2 separate regions of the Pan troglodytes genome follow, and region 2 is linked to region 1. Evidence: chromatin contacts called from public Hi-C data. All regions are on one chromosome and are shown on one strand. The core of a region is the stretch at or near the end of the contact, and the rest is flanking DNA. Distances in the headings are between cores, read along the strand shown. Region 1 overlaps CHRDL2 (chordin like 2). Region 2 holds the start of CHRDL2 (chordin like 2).

What was found. Hi-C and Micro-C count contacts between places; a contact is called where the count stands out from the background.
Region 2: a Hi-C map of induced pluripotent stem cells shows a contact between it and region 1, with 1.5 times the contacts expected there. The contact joins the promoter of CHRDL2 here to the enhancer-like site in region 1. A contact is called at or near these places in 2 of 7 Hi-C or Micro-C datasets (induced pluripotent stem cells and stem cell-derived neural progenitor cells).

Annotation. Positions count from the first base shown.
Region 1 is chr9:76,732,618-76,737,949 of NHGRI_mPanTro3-v2.0_pri, reverse strand. CHRDL2 (chordin like 2) reads left to right here. Exons shown (of 11, transcript XM_009423759.4): 10 at 3,103-3,195; 11 at 3,815-3,974. The coding sequence ends at 3,894. Among named protein-coding and RNA genes, the nearest start is that of CHRDL2, 34 kb to the left of the region's middle. Within about 2 kb of position 3,264, at least 3 of the 24 cell types and tissues checked have an H3K27ac peak or open chromatin away from gene starts, as enhancers often do. A contact at or near this core is called in induced pluripotent stem cells, where this site is marked.
Region 2 is chr9:76,766,599-76,771,930 of NHGRI_mPanTro3-v2.0_pri, reverse strand. It overlaps CHRDL2 (chordin like 2), which reads left to right and starts at 2,935. Exons shown (of 11, transcript XM_009423759.4): 1 at 2,935-3,557. The coding sequence starts at 3,476.

The DNA.
Region 1 (5,332 bases), core at 2,015-4,514:
GATAGTGTCACTAAAAATTAAAATAAGTAAGTAAATAAATAAAGAGGCAAGAAGGGTACACTGCAGCCAGGATGACAGTGACAGCCTCAAACGCTGGCTCCAGAGCTCACGCCCATATGCCCTGTGCTCTGTGATTGGTGTGTAGCAGGCACTATGTATAATGTATCTCATTTAATCCTCTTAAGAAACCTAAGGGGCACGTATTAATGCCCCCATTTTGCAGGTAAGAAAACTGAGTCTGAGAGGTCAAATGACTTACTCAAAGTCACACAGTTTAAGCAGTAAAGCAAAGATTCAAATCCAGCTCTGACTGTCCCCAGTGCCACCTCCACAGAGGTGACCTTGTGCTTTTAGGGAGGATGGCCAAGGTGTGCCAGGATGGCACAGTGGGGGCATAGCTCATGGCCAATCTCATTGTCACCAGGCCCAGCAGAAAAGGAAAAACAACTTCACAATGCCAGGCCCTGCCGTCCTGTCACTAGCAAACCGCACCCCATCTCCTCACCCTGTGGGTTGCCTAAATGCCCCATCAGCCTCCCTGTTCCCTCCCTGTCCCAGACCGTGGGAGTTAAAACAAACACTACCCAGGGTTGATTGTCAGTGGGAACCACTCACTGTTTCCCCAGTCCAAGGAACGGAAACAAAGTGAGCAGGCAGATGCTAGGTGAGGCCACACCACGAGGGGCCAGCCCCAGACACAGGAATCTAACCAGATAGTTGGCTTAGGGTTAAGGGCCTTTTAGATTCTAAAGTTTCACAGTAGAAAGGATGTCGGGGTCTCAATTCCAAGCCCTGTCTAGGAAGGAAGCCCCCCTGCAGCCTCCTGATGGCTTGATGGTATCTGGCGCCTGACTGTACATACCCCCACTCCTACTCCAGATAGGTGACACACTTCCAACACTGTGAATTGCTCAGCCCAAAGGGCATCTGACTTCACACTGAGCTGAGCCTATCCTGTGTCCCTGGACTTGCCCATTGGTGCCAGCTCTGCTTTGAGGATCCACAGAGCCTACCTGCCCTCAGACCTGCCACAGCCCTTCAAAGGGCAAGAAGCACAACCATGACCCTCAGGCTAGCTCTTGATTCCAGGCCAGAGACCCAGTCCTTTCAATTATGCTTTAATGCTTTACAGACCACAGTGTGGGAACCCGCCCTCATCCCTGCCACCTTCTCTCCAATTTTTCTGTAACTCGGGAGCATGCAGTGGCAGGCCTGTGCTGAAGGACCCATCCCCATCTCATCTCATGCTTGTTGCCTGCCGCTATGATATAATCCCTGGGCCTTTGGAGTTTCTTCCATATCCTGGTCCTTGGCATCTGGGCTGGGGGGTCCATGGACAGTGCTGGACATTTCCTGATTCCTGGAACTCAGTCCCAGGATCAGGGTTTTCTGTTCCCCTTGGCGGTAATCCCACGCTGATTCCCATAAGCAGGGCCAGTTCTTGGTCTTCTTAAAGGCAGTGCTGGCCTAGCAGAGGCCTTGCTGGTTGCATCTGTTCTTTCTGGCCAGAGACCTTGGTGGGTAACAGCTGGTGCAGCCTCACAGCCCATGTGCTCAGGGCCTCAGAGCCATGTGTGGTGCCACTGGCCAGCACCCCATGAGATGCAAACATCAGGGGATCCAGCTAATACCTCATTCCCTCTTGGGGCCTGGCCTAGACTGGGTATGTGGGGTGTGTGTGTGTGTGTGTGTGTGTGTGTGTGTGTGTGTGTGTGTATTTGTTCATCTATCCATCCATCCATCCATCCATCCATCCATCCAGGGATTCATTCATTCTACATGCCAAATGTGGGCCAGGCTCAAGGGACCCAGAGAGGAGAGCCCTCTGGGAGTCCCCAGTCTGGTAGAAGAAGCAGGAGTAGACACAATGAGAGCACATTAGAAACAGGCACAATCACAGATGGAAGCCAGGTGCTGTGGGTGCCCCAAGGAGGAATTGCCTCGGGTGGATTAGGGAAGACTTCCCAGCTAAGGCTTGCAGCACAGGTAGGAGTTCATTTGGTGCTAATAGTAGAAGTCGTGGCCAGGTGCAGTGGCTCACGCCTGTAATCCCAGCTTGTGCTTTGGGAGGCCAAGGCAGGTGGATCATTTGAGGTCAGGAGTTCAAGACCAGCATGGCTAACATGCTAAAACCCAGTCTCTACTAAAAATACACACACAAAAAAAAAAAATTAGCCAGGCGTGGTGGCGGGCACCTGTAATCCAAGCTACTCAGGAGGCTGAGGCAGGAGAATCGCTTGAACCTGGGAGGCAGAAGTTGCAGTGAGCCGAGATCATACCATTGTACTTCAGCCTGGGCAACAAGAGTGAAACTCCGTCAAAAAAAAAAAAAGAAAAAAAAGTAGAAATAGAAGGCAATAGTAGAAGGTATTCCAGCAGAGGGAACGGCATTTGAAAAGGCTTGGCCTCCTCAGGGGACGTCAAGTACTTGGTTAGGGCTAGGGCACAGGCAAGCCACTGTAACTCTGCCACTTGCTAGTTCTTTGGTATCTGAATAAACACGCCTATTGATTTTTATCATATGTTCTATGCCCTGAGAAAAGCGTGACCAGTTCACATGAGCCAGCCAACCTTCCTTCCTCCCTTCCTGCCCTCCTTTCCTTTTTCCCTCCTTCTCTTTCCTTTCTTCCTCCTCTCCCTCCTGCCTTCCACTTCCCTCCCTCCCTGCACTGGGGACAGGTGGGTGTTGTGAGAGCAGGATGGTGCAGGTGACAGGAGCAGGATCAGCAAAGAGAACAGACAGAAGAAAACAGGCTTCACTGTGGAGGTGACAGGACGTCAGGGAAGGGGAATGACAGGGTGACGTATACATGTTCTAATGACCACAGCTAGGATTGCAGATTAGAGGGGGAGTGAAAGGGGTTAGGACTCTAGTGTAGTGACCCAGACAAGACAACAGGGGCCTGAGTGAGGATAGTGGCAGAGAGATAGGAGAATGGATTCAAAATATTGAGGAAATGTCATCAGCAGGATTTTGTGTCTGATCAGAATGGGGTGGGGGAGGGAGTGATTGGGTCCGTTCTGTGCTAAGTCACCCTGTTTCACTTTTCACCGACTGTAAGTTTTTGCCTTGCCTGCTCACATCCTTGTCTCTGCCCTCAGGAATCTTCCACTTGACTCAGATCAAGAAAGTCAGGAAGCAAGACTTCCAGAAAGAGGCACAGCACTTCCGACTGCTCGCTGGCCCCCACGAAGGTAGGAGCTTGGGCTGAGGAATGGGGCCGGGGCGGGAAGAAGGCAAGGACACAGGCCAGAGCCTTTCGGGGAGTTCCCAGGCTGCTGGTGCCGGGAGGAGGGGCTGTCAGCCACAGACGTCAGTTCCCAGCACAGGAATCCAGTGGGTGTCTGCGCCAGAGATTTCCTAACTCCAGAGCGGGAAGGTGAAGCAGAGCTGGCTGGATTTGGTTCTGGGGGTGGAGGGAGAAAGGGCTGTGGAGAGGGGAGGTCTGAGCCCCCAAACCTGGGTACTGCCCACTCCCTCTCTACTGGAACGTTTCCACTTTCCTTCTATACCTTACTTTTAGGAAGATGGACCCAGGTGGGGTTTCGGGTCGGGGAGGGGAGGTCACAGAGGGGAGTATTACCAACAGGTGTCAGGAAACCAGTTCTGTCCCCCAAGGTTGTTTGAAAGCTGGGTCATGTGCCCCATCACACCCAGTGTGATGGCACACTCGCCTCCAGGCTCCCTGTGGGCTCCAAACCCTGGCCCTTGCAGTTCCTCCTGGCCCAAGGCTTTTCCAACCCCCAGCTGCTGCCTCTGTTGTGCACGTGCAGACACATACGCCTCTTCCCTCTTCTGCCCTCCTCCATGCAGGTCACTGGAACGTCTTCCTAGCCCAGACCCCGGAGCTGAAGGTCACGGCCAGTCCAGACAAAGTGACCAAGACATTATAACAAAGACCTAACAGTTGCAGATATGAGCTGTATAATTGTTGTTATTATATATTAATAAATAAGAAGTTGCATTACCCTCAGCCCTGCCTTCTGGGTTCATATCCAGTCTCCTGCATGCTCTCCTAGCAACTCCACAAGGCAGACCTGGTTATCCCCATTTTACAGGGGTGGAAACCAAGATCCAGAAGGGATAGAGAATGGTCCCAGTCCTCACAGTGAGTTGTCACCAGAGCCAGGGCTAGCTCCCCCAGCCTCCTCACCCAGGCCCCCCACTGCAGCACCTCCTGCTCTTCCGGGCAGCCCCCCTCCCACAGCTCTTTGACACTGAGCCTCAGAAAGAGGAATGACTCTAATTAGCCAGGGGAGGGCGTTAATGGAGCCTTAAAGCACTTTCCCAGCAAATATTCCTGGGATCCTCACCACTATCTTCACACCCTACAATGAGGAAACCCAGTTAGGGAGGAGCAGCAGGCAGTCATTTGCCCAAAGCCGCAGAGCTGCTTAGTAGCAGATCTGGAGTTGGAAGCCAGATCTCTCGCTCCAGGCTAGCACTCCTTCCCCAGTTCCACAGTGTGGCCAGTGTCACGAGCCCAGATAGCCTCACCTCAGAGGATTTCCAAGACTGGGCGGTCAGATTGCTAACCTGGCACCATGCTCTGAGAAGGCCCAACAGTTAGCAATAAAAGACACCATTAGGGCCAGGCACGGTGGCTCACGCCGACAATCCCAGCACTTTGGGAGGCCGAGGCGGGTGGATCGTCTGAGGCCAGGAGTTCGAGACCAGCCTGGCCAACATAGTGAAACCCCATTTCTACTAAAAATACAAAAAATTAGCCAGGCATGGTGGTACACACCTGTAATTCCAGCTACTCGGGAAGTTGAGGCACGAGGATTGCTTGAACCCAGGAGGCAGAGGTTGCAGTGAGCCGAGATTGTGCCACTGCACTCCAGCCTGGGTGACAGAGTAAGACTCCATCTCAAATAATAATAATAATAATAATAATAATAATAAAATAAAGACACCATCAATTATTTACCCTGCCCACATGTACAAATCCTTATAATTTCAAAGATGTTTTAATGTCAATGATTTCACTTAAGGTGAAAGGTGTAGGCACTACCCACATTTTAGAGGAGGAGATGGGCTCAGGACCACCACGTCTTCCCCAAAGCCTCACAGTGGTGTGCTGAAGCCAGGGCTAGAACTCAGGCTCCCGGCCCCAGGCGGGGTTCTCTCCTCAGGACAGCTAGTCTCAACCCTCTCACAACCACGGCTCCTCCATCCCCTCCCCACCCAAGCCTGATCAAAGCTCCAGAGAAATGGTGGACAGTAGTCTGTTGACTGGACTTGTGCAGCCACTCAGAGGGCTCTGGCCATTGTCTCCACAGCCTTGGCCTTTTTTGTTTTTTTTTTTTTTAAGAGACGGGGTCTTGCTAT
Region 2 (5,332 bases), core at 1,686-4,185, 34 kb before region 1:
ATCTTTTTTACTTTTTGTAGAGATGAAGTTGGGGGGGGTCTCACTTTGTCGCCCAGGCTGGTCTTAAACTCCTAGGCTCAAGCAATCTTCCCACCTCAGCCTCCCAAAGTGCTGGGATTACAGGTGTGAGCCACTGGGCCCGGCCTGACACAGAAACTTTCAAGTGTTTGTTTCTTATGTCAATCATTGACTAAAGCTGAGGCCAATAGTGGGCTGAAGGCTTTTCCAATCACTGAGGTCTTCACTCACTCATGTAGCAATTATTTATTCAGTATCTGTGTGTCAAGGACTTTGCTAAATGCTCGAATTACAGATATAAATTTCAAAAGGCACCTGCACTCACAGTGCAGGGTAAAAATGCAAATAAATACTTACACTCCAACAGCTACAATTCAAAGTGCTATGGGAAACACAAAGACTAAACATTGACTTTGCCTGGGGGTCTCAGGGAAGACCTTGGAGTGGAGGTGACTCAACTGACCTTTGGAAAGTTAAATGGGATTCACTAGATGGAGGAAGAGAGAGTCCAGGCAGAAGGAAAACATGTGTGAGGATATGGAGGTGCGACGACACATGGTCAGTTTGGGGAGGTGAGCGGTTGGCCAAAGTGTAGGGTAGGTGGCAATGGTAGACTGGAACTAAAATATGCTTGGTGTTCAATTCAGTGCTGAAAATTTTAGATTTTAACCTATAAATGATAGGAAGTGAATAATAGGTTTTATGTGGGAAAGTGATGTGATCAGATTTGTCAGTAGAAATGATCAGCATAGTTCTCAAGGCAGGTGTGAGGAAAATAGATAGGAGAGATCCAGATTAGGGGGAGGAGACCTGTTAAGAGGCTGTTGGGAAAGTTCAAGTAAGGAATGAAGATGGCCGGGTGCGGTGGCTCATGCTTGTAATCCCAGCACTTTGGGAGGCTGAGGTGAGTGGATCAGCTGAGGTCAGGAGTTCAAGACCAGCTTGGCCAACATGGCGAAACCCCATCTCTACTAAAAATACAAAAATTATAGGTGGTGCATGCCTGTAATCCCAGCCACTTGGGAGGCTGAGGCAGAAGAATCGCTTGAACCCAGAGGCAGAGGTTGCAGTGAGCCAAGATCACGCCACTGCACTCCAGTCTGGGCGACAAGAGCAAAACTCCATCTCAAAAAAAAAAAAAAGGAATGAAGATGGCCTCAACTCTGGGGATAATAGAGATGGACAGGAGGGCTGAGATGGTGGAGGCCTTTTTTGAAGTATGATGGGCAGGATGTAGGGGAACCCATCTTAATCCACTTCTTACATCTAAGACATGAATATATGTGCACAGCACATTTTAAACAAAGATAGAGAAAGGAAAAGATCACTGTCCCAAACCCTTGGGATGAGATTGTTTATGCAATTAAGCAGCACAGGATTTAACTCTGAGATCCCTGGAAGCAAAGGCAAAAAGGGAAGCATGGTGACATGCATAAGCTTGCACTATCTGTTAAAATAAAGAATACTCAGGGGAAAGGAAGAGACTGGCCAGATTAGAGTAGAAGTTAAGCCTGAAGGGTACTGGACAGATCATGTTTGTCCCTGATCCTGAGAGCCCTAGGAAGGGCTGGTTTGGGGATCACTGGTTCCTCCTACTGCTCTCTTTTGGAGGGTGGAGATCTTGGGGGTAATACCCTGAAAGCACAGTGCAATGGGGAGCCCAGCCTTGGCCCAGAAAGATACCTTTACAGCCAGCCAGCCAAGTGTTTAAACCCGGAAATATGATTCCCTACCAGAGTGGGATATGGCTCAACATCCCTTCCCACCTCATACTCCTCTGGCACTCTTTGGAGTCTCCATTAGCTCTTCAAGAGAAGCTGGGCAGAAAGTTGAGGTCCAAAGCAAGGATAGATGTATTTACTCAAAGTGGCCCAACAAGTTACGGATGGAGCCAGGACAGTGACTGCCCTTTTGATTTCAGAGCTTGTGTGTTGCTGGTCTGGCCAGAGCTGGCTATTCTCTTCTTAGTGTCCTATTAGTGCATGTGTTCATTCAACACAAGAGATGGAGCACCATTTGAGGGCTGGAGGGTGTCAGGGCCCTGTCCTCAGGGAGCTCCCCTTCTGGTGGGAAAGAAAACTCTTTGACAATCAGCTCTCCCTAAAGATGACTGAAGGTGACCATCACTCCCAGAGAAGTGCAGGCCTCACCTGCAAAGGCAAAGGAGAGATCTTGCCTTGATTCGGGAGTGGGAGGGGGGAGCAGAGGAAGACCTCCAGGGGAAGGCACAGGATCCCTATGGGCTGACTTTCCTGAGAATGGCGCATGGGCAGACGGAGTGGGGACAGGGGCCACTGGTATTGTAGGCACCTGGAATTAGGGCCCCTTCTCTTTGTGGGGTGAGTGCTTCGACGTTCATTACCTTATTTCATCTTAGCAACACTCGTGGGAAGATAGTAGAGATATTTTAAGATCTTAAAATGCCCATTTTAAAGCTGGGAAAACAGACTCTCTGGTGGCGTGCTGTAGACCACAAACTGAATTAAGAACGCCAGTGTTCTGATTCCATCCATCTGCCGAGTTCCGGGCACGCACCGCCGAGCGCCTTACCCTGAGCCTTCCCGGTACCCGCAGCCCCGACAGCTCAGCCTTCCCCACCTGAAAGTTCCACCTGAGGTCTCCCTCAACTCTGCCCTCCTGCATTCTTGGCGTCGCGGGGAGTCAGGGGTTAAACCCCGTGGCCCGCGTGGCCCCTTCCCCCTCCGCAGCCCCCTCGCCTCCACTCGGCGCCGCGCCTGGAGCGTCCGTCCCGGAGACCCGCACAAGAGAGGAGGGGAAAAAGTGGGCCTGTTTCTCGGGTGGCCAATCCACCGAGCCCGCGGTGCCCCAGAGGAGGCGCCAGCGCTAGGCCAGCGCCAGGCCGGGCTGCCTGCTTCCCGCGGCAAAGTACAAATGCGCCCGAGCGCGGCGCCTGGAGCCCTTGGCGAGCACAGCCGGCCCGCGCTCAGCCTCCCTCCGCGGCCGCCGCGCCGCCGCCGCTGCTGGGACCGCCGCCCCGCCGGGCTCCAGGCCCCCGCGGCCCGACCCCGAGCCCACCGAGCAGGGGGCGCCGGCCGCCTCTAGCCCGCGCGCCCGCAACACCCGCTGGTCCCGCGCGCCTCGCCCGGCGCTGCGCGCTCGGCAGACGCCGGTCCTCTCCCTGCTTTCTCCTCCTCTCCCTCTCACCTTCCCCCTTTCTTTGATCGCCTCTCCCTTCTGCTGGACCTTCCTTCGTCTCTCCATCTCTCCCTCCTTTCCCCGCGTTCTCTTTCCACCTTTCTCTTCTTCCCACCTTAGACCTCCCTTCCTGCCCTCCTTTCCTGCCCACCGCTGCTTCCTGGCCCTTCTCCGACCCCGCTCTAGCAGCAGACCTCCTGGGGTCTGTGGGTTGATCTGTGGCCCCTGTGCCTCCGTGTCCTTTTCGTCTCCCTTCCTCCCGACTCCGCTCCCGGACCAGCGGCCTGACCCTGGGGAAAGGATGGTTCCCGAGGTGAGGGTCCTCTCCTCCTTGCTGGGACTCGCGCTGCTCTGGTTCCCCCTGGACTCCCACGCTCGAGCCCGTAAGTAGACCGGGAGGCTGGGTGGGCAGAGGAGGGATGAGGCCCCTGGAATGTGCGGGACAGCGCCAGGACCTGGACCCCAAGCTCTTCTGACAGCCGTCCAGGCAGCACCTGTGCCGGAGGGGTGGAGACTCCGTGAGGACCAGTATGGGCCAGGGGACCGGAGGAACTCGGCACGACTCAGAACTGAGAGAGGGCTGCTGCCAGGGACCTGAGGAGGGGCACCAAGGGCAGCGGGGGAGAGGGCAGGGCACTGTGTTTTGGGTTGGGGGAGGACTTACTGTTCCTAGGAGGGAGTCGGGTATGTCTGGCTACAGGTAAGGAGTGTGATGGAGAAGAAAAGGCTTTTTGCCTTTGGAAAGAGCCATTGGACAGAAATGAGAGGTAATTAGGATAACCTTCCCATTCTTTTCTCTCTTTTGATCCTCGCAACTCTCCAGTGAGGTGGGTATTATCATTCGCACTTTACAGATGAGAAAACTTAGGCTGAGCAAGGAGGAACTTGCTAAAACTTACAGAGCGGGTAAGCCATCCAAAGCCAGAACTCTAGTTCCAGATCCCATGCTTTATTCCCTGCCTCACATTGTCTAGAAGGAACCCTGAATTTGCAGCGTGAGACTCTGGGAGGCGGCAGGGCACAGTGAGATAGACCAGCGTCTTCACCATCCCACCCCCGCTGAATGCCAGCTGCTGGGAGGCCGTCACAGAGTGCACCTCTCTGACCCTGGGTTTCCTAATCTATAAAGCGGAAGTAAAAATCCTAGGAGAGTTGATAGGATTAAATTAGAGAAAAGAGGTAAAGCAGCTAGCACAAGACTGGTGCTTGATAGCTTCCAAAAAAAATCAGTTCCCAATTATGCTTTTCCACATAGATACAGTGTAACATCAAACAGGTTACATCATCATTCTGAGCCTCAGTTTCCTCACTGCGCCCACAATAGGCTGGTGGTCCCCCCTCCCCATGCCCATCCAATCTCTTAGAATGCTGTGAGGATGGGAAACCAAACCACATTCTCTTAATCAGAAGAAAGGAGCTTCATTCAAGCAGTGGGTTTCTCCAGGACATACATGACACAGCCTGAGATTAAGACCCCGCGTTCCCAACTCCTAGTCTGGTGCTTTTTCCTCTCCCCAGCTCAGCTCCTCCATCTATGCCTTTCTTTTGCACGTGACTTTCTGGAGCTGGTAGTGCTGGACTTTGTTACGGTCTTGTTTCTGCTCATGAGAGCAGGCTGAGTGTCTCTGGCCTGCCAGCAGCATGAGACTCATAGAAGTCTTTCCATTACATAGAACAAGTAATGGAATTAGCTCAGTGTTGTATTCAAATCCTGGCTGTGCCCCTTAGAGCTGTGTGACTTTTTGTAAGCCATAACTTCTCTGAGCCTCAATTTCCTCATCTGTCTAAGAGAGATACTAATCCAGAACTTGCAGGGTTCTTGGGAGGATTAAAGGAGGTAACAGATTAAAGTGCCCAGCACAATGCTGTGTACTCAATAAATGTCTCTTCTGCTTTCTTGAACCCTGAGGGTTTCCTCCTAACACCTGCCTCCTATTTCTTAAAAGAGACTTTGCACAGGATGCCCTCCATGCCTGCCTCCCATCCACTTGACACCTTGTTCTTAGTCCCTGCAATTTTTTCTCCAGATATCATTGCCCTTGATGCATCTTGGAAAGATGTCCTAGAACCAGACTGTTATCCTACCCACACCCCGCTTCTTTGCTTCCCATATCTTGTCAGCCTTTCATGGCCTTGCCTAGGTCACACCTCTTCAAGC